2 separate regions of the Mus musculus genome follow, and region 1 is linked to region 2. A link is a contact called in public ChIA-PET data. All regions are on one chromosome and are shown on one strand. The core of a region is the stretch at or near the end of the contact, and the rest is flanking DNA. Distances in the headings are between cores, read along the strand shown.

Region 1 (5,166 bases), core at 1,718-4,217, 34 kb before region 2:
TAAGAGCTGGGGTTGCGAGACTTCAGGTACAGCCCGCTGGAAGCCCTCCTCGAGCTGGGACTATATTAGAGTAACAGCCAACTATTCCCTAGCGTCTTATGTACCTGGAGGATTTGACCTAGACGAGTGTACTGACTGGTGCCATCCGCTCCGTGTCACCTTCACTGAACCAGGGAAGAGAGCTCTGGGATGGACAAAAGGGTATACCTGGGGTCTTAGGATTTACAAGGAAAGATATGATGAGGGATTATTGTTCACCATCAGATTAAAAATAGAGACCCCCTACAATCCTTTAGGCCCCCCAACCAAGTTCACACCCCTCACCCATACAATTACTCAGCCTACTCCAGTGATTGCGGACCCCCTTAATATGGCCGCTATCACCCAACCTCCCACTCCTCAGGTACCTCTAACTATTACCCCCGAGATTCCTTCAAGACAGAGGATGTTTAACCTAGTGAGAGGAGCCTTTTATGCCCTTAACAGAACTGATTCAAGCGCTACTGAGGACTGCTGGCTATGCCTGTCCTTGGGTCCGCCTTATTATGAAGGAATCGCCTTCAATGGAGATTTCAACAGAACCAGCAGCCATACTTCCTGCTCTTGGGGTACAGGACAAAAACTGACCCTGACTGAAGTATCCGCGAGGAATCCAGGTCTCTGTATAAGTACCCCACCTTCCACTCACAAACACCTATGTGGACAAATTCAGTCCGTGTCCAGAACGGAAGCTAATTACTATCTTGTACCTTCCCCGGTTGGATGGTGGGCTTGCAATACAGGACTTACTCCCTGTGTATCAACTAAGGTTTTTAATTCATCTCATGATTTTTGTGTCATGATCCAGCTGTTACCCTGCGTATATTATCACCCTGCATCCAGTTTAGAAGAAAGCTATGCTGGCCGGCGGTCAAAAAGAGAACCAATTACTTTAACCCTGGCTGCATTCATGGGAATAGGTATGGCAGTAGGAGTGGGGACGGGAGTGTCAGCTTTGATAGAAGGAAGACAGGGAATTCAGTCTTTGAGGGATGCTGTCAATGAAGACCTAGCGGCAATAGAGAAGTCCATTGACGCTTTAGAAAAATCTTTGACCTCCCTGTCTGAGGTAGTTTTACAGAACAGGAGAGGTCTTGATTTGTTGTTCCTAAAGGAAGGAGGACTGTGTGCTGCCCTTAAAGAAGAGTGCTGCTTCTATGCAGATCATACAGGAATAGTTAGAGACTCTATGCAGAAACTGAGAGAAAGATTAGAGCGAAGGAAACGGGAATGGGATGCTCAACGGGGGTGGTTTGAGTCGGGGTTTGAATCACGACCATCTTGGATAACTTCTTTAATTTCCGCTGTAGCCGGACCAATCCTTATGATATGCTTAGCTTTAGTTTTCGGCCCTTGTATAATAAATAGAGGAATGGCTTTCATCCAGAGTAAAATTGATACAGTAAAACTCATGGTTCTTCAAAGGCAATATCAACCTATAGTTCAGGTAGATGAAGAGTTAGGGGACACCAATCTCTAAAATTCTATGATTAGAATTAGTCTAAACAGAAGAAGAGGGGAATGAAAGGAAATAAAACTGTAATTCATGTAATGTATGTTAAATAGCCCAAAGAGTTGTTTCTGAGCTTTGAAACCTGGGGCTGAGAACATAGCAGAACAGACCAGGACATGCCCGGGCAAGCCCATCGCCTCCCTAGCTCCCACCCCTCTGACCTAAGTTAAATGTTACAGGCTGCTGATGTTTAAATGGACCAATCATGTGAAACCGCGCCAATTCCTCCCCCAGCCCCACTCCTTTTCTATAAAAACCCCTAGCTTCCAAGCCTCGTGGTCGAATCCACTGTCTCCTGTTATGTGAGATACGTTTCGACCCGGAGCTCCGCCATTAAAAAACCTCTTGTTGTTACATCAAGGTGTTGTGTTCTATTCGTGATTCTTGGGTGCACGCCGAATCGGGAGCTGAGTGGGGGTTTCCCCACCGGGGTTTCCCCACTGAGTTCTTTCACTTTCATTTTGAAACTCCAGCCTTAAACTCGAGAGGACTTACATTTCATCTTCCATAGACCCAGGAAGAACTCCAGAAATGTTGATTTGTGCCTATAATCCTGGACACAGGAACATCCACAGATTTTGAAAGCTGGCCAGTCTATTAGAATCCCGGAGCTCCTAACTTTAGAGATCTTGACTGAACAAAGTAGGTGCAACTAAAGACCTGTGGACACTCAAAGCTGACCTCTGGGCTCAAAACGCAAGAACATTGGGGTGGCAAAGCATAGCTTGCAGACTAGACAGAAACAACTGTGATTTCCAGTGTGGGGCATAAGTTCTTAGGCTTTTAAAAACATTTTTAAGACGTGCAGATGGGAAGAGAGAGGAAGTGGGGGTGGGGAGATGGGTAGCTACAGCCAGAGAGGTGCTGGAAGGATCCCTAGTAGGCAGCAGGAAGCTGGAGGCATCAGAGGTGTTGGGGTGTATGTGTGTTGGGGGCTCCACAAAAGCATGCGTATCTAAGCCACAGCCAGGGTTACTATCAGTCTGCTTACAGCTTCCTGTGCCCACATTCTTTGGTTTCTGTCCAGGGTTGCAGCTGGGGATTACTCAGCTTCTGATGACCTTGCCCCTGAGGAATCTGCAGACAATGAATTTAGAAGCCTGGAGCTCCTGCTTGCTCTGTAGATCACCCTACCCAGCCTGCGCAGTGCACTCCCTTGCCCTGCCACCCCACCCTCCCACTCGTCACTCACCCCACCCACCTGTCAGCCTGCCAGCCAATCAGTTCCTGGCACTTCTTCCCGCTCTTTTTCCACTTCCTGCACTTCGAGTCCTTCTTAGTTCCCCGCGCAGCTGCGTTCCTTCCTGCCCCACCCCGCAAAGCACTGGAGACAGACTGCAGGGGCTGCGGAGCTGCTCTGAAAGGATCTGGAGAAAGGGGCACTAGAAGTTGCTTTTGACAAGATCGGGAGGAGGAATTGCCTTGATCCCCCAGCCAAGGTTCAAAAACTTTCTGTGGTCAGGACCATTATCAGGAAGTGATCAAGATCGTCCCTCCCTTTCAGACAGTTAAAATCGTGCCTTTGGCCGCCAGAGTCTAGAGAAGCAGCTATGGAGCTGACTGCCAGTAACAAGGTCCTTTCCTGCTGCTTGTCCCTGCTGTGCCTGCTGTCTGTCTGTCTGTGTCCAAGGATAGAAGGTGAGTTCCTGAGATTCTAGGGGGCAGAAGGGTGATGGGAGTGGGAAGGAGCAGGGAACACAGGTTAAAGGCTACCCTGTGAATTTCCAAATCCTGGGTGGGGGTTGTGGTGGGGGAGCACAGCTGTCTCTGTCTTGAGCTAGTCAGTGACTTCCTGGGACCTGAACCTAAGAGGAATCCCAGGGACACAGTGTGGAGAACAGGACCTCCTCAGCCCAGAGACTCTTTTGAAAATACTCTAGGTCCCAAGTTCTTTGGAGTCCTCTCCCCACCCCTCCCCTCTTTACCAAACCTGCCTCTCTCTTCAGGAGTTCTCTGGTCCTTTTGCTTCTGAACTACTGCTTAATCAGATTATAGCACAGGCAACCAACAGCCGCTCCACACATTCGCACCCCTCCCCCCAAAGTCTGGGACTTTTGCTGAAAGAGTTCACTCTGTAGCCCAGGCTAGCCTTGAACTAGAATTTTGTGGCCAAATATAAAAATTAACGGCCTGTGCCACCACACCAAGATTTACAACCACTTGGTGTATGCTGAACCCACCCAGCTCATCTCCCTTCCCTGTCCTGACTCACTATTCCACCCAGAAAAGGACTTTAATCCTTTCCTTCCTTCAAGGGGTGACAACAGGGTTAAGTGGTCCTTAGTTGGGCATATGGACACTTCTGCCACTGCACCTGGGCCTGTCTAGAATCCTTCCCCTGGAGGCAGATCAGATAGTGGGGCTCATTTAGACAGAAGTCTGTTTTTCTGTAAAACAGGAATAATTTCAGATTGGGAAGTATATTATCTGTGCCTCTGCATCAGATACTCAGTTGATGACTAGTAGGTCAGATTTTCTTTTTCTTCTTTCTTTTCTTTTCTCCTCTTTTCTTTCCTTTTTTCTTTTCTTTTTTCTCTCTTTTTCTCTCTCTTTCTTTCTCTTCCTTCCTTCCTTCCTTTCTTTCCTTTTAAAAATTATTTTAGTTTTCCAAAGATGAAAATATATTTTAGTTTCAAAAGAATATGATGATCATGGCCTTCATTTGCCAAACACTTATTAGGCACTAAAGAATTCATGTCTCATTGCTCCACTTAATTTATATAACAATCTTCAAAATTGTATACTATCTTTTTTTAAACTTTATTTAATCTTTATTTACAGTCAGGATTTCATCCCCCTCCAGGTCTACCTTCTGACTGTTCCAGATCCCACACCTTCCCCAGCCCCCACCCCTGCCACACCCTGTCCCTGTTTTCTTTCTCCTCCTGGAGAATGTCTCCAAGACTTATCCCCCCCCCCCCAACTTCCCACTCCCTGGGGCCTCCAATCTCTTCAGGGTTAGGTGCACCTTCTCTGACTGAGTCCAGACCTGGCAGTCCTCGGCTGCATGTGTGTTGGGAGCCTCATATCAGCTGGTGTATGCTGCCTGATTGGTGACACATTGTCTGAGAGATCTTAGGGGGTCCACGTTAGTTGAGACTGCTGGTCCTCTTACAGGGTCCCCCTTCCTCTTCGGCTTCTTCCAGCTTTTCCTTAATTTAACCACAGGGGTCAGCAGCTTCTGTTGGGTGTAAATATCTGCATCTGACTCTTTCAGCTGCTTTTTGGGTCTTTCAGATGGCAGTCATGATAGGCCCCTTTTTTGTGTGCACTCCATAGCTTCAGTAATAGTGTCAGGCCTTGGAGCCTCCTCTTGAGTAGGAATCCAATTTGGGCCTGTCACCTGACCTCCTTTTCCTCAGGCTCTTCTCCATTTTTGTCCCTGCAGTTCTTTCAAAACAGGAACAGTTATGACTTTTCTGCACCTGGAATTTTTTAGATTTAATGTTTTCTTTGCCCAATGTATCCATTTCTTCTGTGGTATTGTCTACTCAATTCCAGAATTCATTCAATTTCTGTTTTCTGTATTGTTTTATTTCCATGTTTAGGTCTTGAACAGTTTTGTTGTTCCCTTTAATAGTTTGTGTGTTCTTGAGTTTCTGTAAAGGATTTAT
Region 2 (5,188 bases), core at 1,028-3,527:
CTCACCATCTTCTGGACAAGGGAATTTCTCTGTGAAATGACCCAAAGCTCAAACTCTGGGGTCTCCACGTCCTCTCTGAAGCTGTCATATCCTTTTAGAGCTATTCCACTCTCTTCTACACTGGAACACTGCCAACCTGGAGGTAAAGGTGAAAATCCTGGCTGTCATCCCAGCCCTTGATTCTCATTGCTTTAGGCCTCCAGTAGTACCTATTGAAAACTCAGAGAGTAAGTTACACCAGACGTGAAGAACAAAGGGTGGTTTTAATCTTCTACATACCTTCATGAGTGACCAGCCCAGGATACATATGTATGTGGCCAAATCAAATTCAGTGTCTTCCATAAAATATTATAAGGCAGTTTTGCAAGTATTTTTAGGTAATTGAATTGTATGGTTTTCAAGCACGAGTTAGAAGATCACTTTGTGTCACAAGATCAAAAGATTAGGGACTTATGATGAGGAAATGTAGAAAAAAAACAGATTTCAATTCAATCTTGACTAATATAAGATTGCATTGTTAATAAGTTAAAGTTGTGACAAACTCAGAAGAACTTACTGATCATACATGTAATTAAATAGCTATATGTTTTTTATCCTATACCATTTTAATTTAAGTGGCAAAATGTCTGAGGTATTTTGAGTTTCACTGTCTTTTAGCAATCATTTAGGGTGAAATTAATTTATGATTCAAATCCTTCTTACCAAGAAGTATATTCTCTCCATCGGAAATTCATTGCTTTGCCTACATACAACCATTAGCACACTTTTTGGCTGCTTCCTTCCTTTGCTAGACTGCTGACATAATTTAGGCTTCTTTTTTTCCTGGAAGGTTTAAAGTCCTGAACACAGGAAACCTCATCATGTTTTGTATGTTACAAAATGGGTTTAGATGTACAATATTATCAACATTGTTATTGGTTTATGGCTTTTTGACACCTAGCTTCAATAACCTAGCGACATTGTTTGTATAATGCCGATATTTGCTTTTTCTTCCCAAATTTAAAACAATCTAATGTGTTACATTTGCTTTTATCTCATGAATTAAAACAAATTTCCACTAACTTTGTCTGTTCTCTTACTTATCAGTCTATTTAAGTTAAAGCCTTTCAGGAAAGGACTTATGCAAACCTTAGTGCATAGCATTGATCTACAGGTACAGAACATATAAATCAAATCAAAGACACAGGATAGAGCTGAGCCAGGCCACAAAATAACACAAAAGCATTGTATCTGTGAACAGGAGTTCACAGAAAGAGCTAGACCTACAAAAGCCAATTGACTGAGTAGATCCTCAAAGATGTGAGATGCTAGGACACCACAGGCTCAAAGATATATTGTCTTGGTTCATCTTTAGCCCACTTAGTACTGCCTACTATACTGCCTACTATAGTTGGTGCCCTAACATTATTATGAATATTAGATACAATCTGAGAAAGTGTGAACAGCCCCTCTGGATTCCCCCAATCTAAAAAGCTAAAATTTTAGCAAATACCATCTGAGCACCAGAGGTAAGATTTCCAAGACTTGATATAACCTATCTGTGGTATACACCAAATGATGTATTTGAAATATTATTGATTTGTGTCTTTCCTTGTGTCTTTAGTATAAAAAGTTAATAAAACTGCTATCACATAAACTTGTAGATTATCTAACTTTGGGCTCATTCTTGTAGACTGGACATGGTCTTTAATATTTACCTCCAGAATAAAGATTTCTTACCCTTTGGAGGGACGGTTTCTCCTTTTATCCACATGGAAGCATCTCTCAGCACTGTAATAGGAAATGAGAAGACCACATACCATAATCAGTTTTTAACAGACTAGACCCTTAGTAGGGACAAGGTAGAAGATGGAGACCTCAGACACAGAGCTTACACAGAACCTTGAGAGGGGCACAGTGAAGTAAAGGAAGGAAAAATGAAGCCACTTTTGGTGGTGTGGGTTAGAAAGCAAGTTCCTCTACTATTGGCAGGAAATCTTTGCTGGAGAGAAGGCAGCTTCTAATTGTTCCCTCAGTTTCTTCTATACAATGTTCTACAGTAAGGGTGAAGGAAAGCCCACATCTAGGCAGGGGAAGGAGCATATGAGAGGGCTCTGTAGACTGAGGCTGAGAGGGGACAGAGCAAAATCAAGAGGAGATCACAGGGTGGGAGACTGGAAAGAAGAGGATCTACTGAGAAACAAAGGGTAGCTTTCTTACACTTGAGGATCCTGTCACACAGCCATGAGGGCTAGCTGCAAGTATCACAGAATCCTTGCCTGAATTGTGACCAGAGAGGTATAACTTACAGGAAACACCTGAAATGCCATCAGCAAGCCCCTGGTGTTACAAAGGAAATACGTGTTTCCTGTAGAATAACTTGAACATCAAATCTCACCAGTTTTTGAGAGTACATCCTGGATGAATTAGAAAGCACAGTAGCCAAGAGGCAGAGTTGCTCCTACCCAAGATACAACACTGAGCCTGAAAGTGCCCATTAGGTTGTCAGATCTACGGTCTCCATTGTTGTTCACAAACCATGTCTTCTTTGTGAGCACACACTTTTCATCCACAATTTGATTTTGGTCATATTGTTTCATCACAACAATAGTAACCCAAACTAGTACAGAAATTGGTACAGAATTGTAGGGTATTGCTGTCACAGACCTGATGATGTACTGTGGACAGGATTGTGGAAGAACTTTGAGACTTTGGGCTAGAAAGGTCACTGAGTGTTGAGAGCTCAGTGAGCTCTTCTGGAATAGCTTGGAAGAGAAGATTTTTTAGATCAGTGCAGATGGTAGAGGCATCTTGTGAAGTTTTCGAGGGAAGCAAAGTCTTTACTATGCCATTGATACAAAGAGTCTGTGGTATCTGCCCAGCTAGTGCAGAAGAATGGGTTGTGATTTACAAGAGATGAGAACAAGTAAAGTAAAACTGCTTTGCTTGGACAATGGATGCTGTCAGCTGGGTCTAAAGATCATTGAGGGGAAGTCTTCTAGGAAGGGTTTCCTAGAGAAGTGAGAGAGAGAATGAGGAGATTCTCACAGTACATTCAGGTTCCTGGAAATGAGTGTAGCTCTCCCTTCACCAGTAGAGGACACATATGAAAAAGTCATTAGCACATAAGCAGTGCAAAAAAGTCTGAGAGTCATTCATGAGCTTATACTGTGATACTAGCTGACAAATACCGGTGGTGCAGACTCAAACCTGGAGGGCATTGGATCTCCCTACCAAGTCTCCTGAGACAGAAATCTTCAGCTGTGCATGGACAAGAACCACCACAAACAACAGAGGAAAAGGAGGAAGGCAAGAAGAGAGTTTCCCAACTAGGACACCAATGGTTTGCCTCATGGGGATGATCTAAAAGCATGGGAAACACATTTCCCAAATGAAACATGTATATCACTCCATCCAAGAGTCAGGAAATGTGTCATCAGAGGAGAAGAAAAGGATGTGAGAGCAAGACTGGATGGAATGATGGGAAATCCTGTTCTCCAGCCATAAGCTCATCGTTGCACTGCTGAACTCTCAGCAGCTCTGAGAATTTGCTTGATATCTCCGCAAGATCAGGCCTGTAACACACACACACACACACACACACACACACACACACACACACACACACATGATAGAGAGGGGGGAGCACCTTAAAGAAAGACATGTAGAAAGAATGGAAAGAGAGACTGATACAAGGGTTGATATGACTGATTTATATCTTACACATACATGAAGATGCCATAATAAAACCAATTGTTTTGGTGACTTTCCCATCAAACAGCTGCATGACACAGATCACCAACATATTCATCCCTGCCCTTTCTGCAGAATCTTGGTGAAGGCAGTTATTTGAGCATATTGTCTAATATGGAATTACCCAAAAGGTAATGACCTCTGTGAGACTCAGATCATGTATCACCAAGGCCTGTGTCTTCACACCAAAAAATGCCTTCCAGGATTGAGACTGTGTGTAAGACAACTAATGTAAAATCTAACAAAGTCTAGAGTATTCCCTGTAGTGTGTAGGAAAAAGTCAGGTACTTGCTGGTTGTATTACCTGAGGTCAAATAATAGGCCCTTCACTTGAGACCTTAAGGGCTTGGAGGGTTTGATGCTGAATAAGCATTCTATTTGAAAAACTGACTTTGACCTTAGAGCATAAGCTATTGGTGTTCTGTTCAGGAAAAATTTCCCTGTGCCCATGTGCTCAAGGCTACCCTCTACTTTCACTTATATTAGTTTCAGTGTATTTGGTTTTATGTGGAGATCCTTGATCCACTTGGACTTGAGCTTTGTACAAGGACATAAGAATGGATCGGTTTACATTCTTCTACATGCTGACCACCAGTTGAGCCAGCACCATTTATTGAAAATGCTGTCTATTTTCCACTAAATGGTTTTAGATCCTTTGTCTAAGATCAAGTGACCATAGGTGTCTAGGTTCATTTCTGGGTCTTCAATGCTATTCCATTGATCTGCCTGCCTGTCACTGTACCAATACCATGCAGCTTTTTGTTTTGTTTTGTTTTGAAATCACAATTGCTCTCTTATACAGCATGATATCAGGAATGGTGATTCCCCCAGAATTTCTTTTATTGTTGATAATAGATTTCGCTATCCTGGGTTTTTGTTATTCCAGATGAATTTGGAAATTGCTCTAACTCTCTGAAGAATTGATTTGGAATTTTGATGGGAATTGCATTGAATCTGTAGATTGCTTTTGGCAAGATAGTCATTTTTACTACATTAATCCTACCACTCCATGAGCATGGGAGATCTTTCCGTCTTCTGAGGTCTTCTTCAAATTCTTTCTTCAGAGACTTGAAGTTCTTATCATGCAGATCTTGCACTTGCTTAGTTAGAATCACACCAAGATATTTTATATTATTTGTGACTATTATGAAAGATGTTGTTTCCCTAATTTCGTTCTCAGCCTCTTTATGGTTTGAGTAAAGGAAGGCCAATGATTTGTTTGAGTTAATTTTATATCCAGCCACAATGCTGAAGTTGTTTATCAGGTTTAGGATTTCTCTGGTGGAATTTTGGGGGTCATTTAAATATACAATCATTTCATCTGCAAATAGTGATATTATGACTTCTTACCTTCCAATTTGACCTCCTCCTCCATTGCTGGTGGGATTGCAAGCTGGTACAACCACTCTGGAAATCAGTGTGATAGTTCCTCAGAAAATTGAACATAGTACTACCT

The links. ChIA-PET counts read pairs in DNA pulled down with a chosen protein or histone mark.
Region 1: an RNA polymerase II ChIA-PET map of memory CD8 T cells shows a contact between it and region 2, with 38 read pairs. The contact joins the promoter of Ulbp1 here to the enhancer-like site in region 2. A contact is called at or near these places in 1 of 15 datasets of contacts at CTCF or cohesin (the NIH/3T3 cell line), 2 of 115 datasets of contacts at active chromatin or transcription factors (bone marrow-derived macrophages and memory CD8 T cells) and 1 of 9 other capture datasets (adipose tissue).

What each region holds. Positions count from the first base shown.
Region 1 is chr10:7,471,278-7,476,443 of GRCm38.p6, reverse strand. It overlaps Ulbp1 (UL16 binding protein 1), which reads left to right and starts at 2,967. Exons shown (of 6, transcript NM_029975.2): 1 at 2,967-3,190. The coding sequence starts at 3,103.
Region 2 is chr10:7,436,235-7,441,422 of GRCm38.p6, reverse strand. No RefSeq gene overlaps it. Among named protein-coding and RNA genes, the nearest start is that of Ulbp1, 35 kb to the left of the region's middle. Within about 2 kb of position 2,277, at least 18 of the 459 cell types and tissues checked have an H3K27ac peak or open chromatin away from gene starts, as enhancers often do. A contact at or near this core is called in memory CD8 T cells, where this site is marked.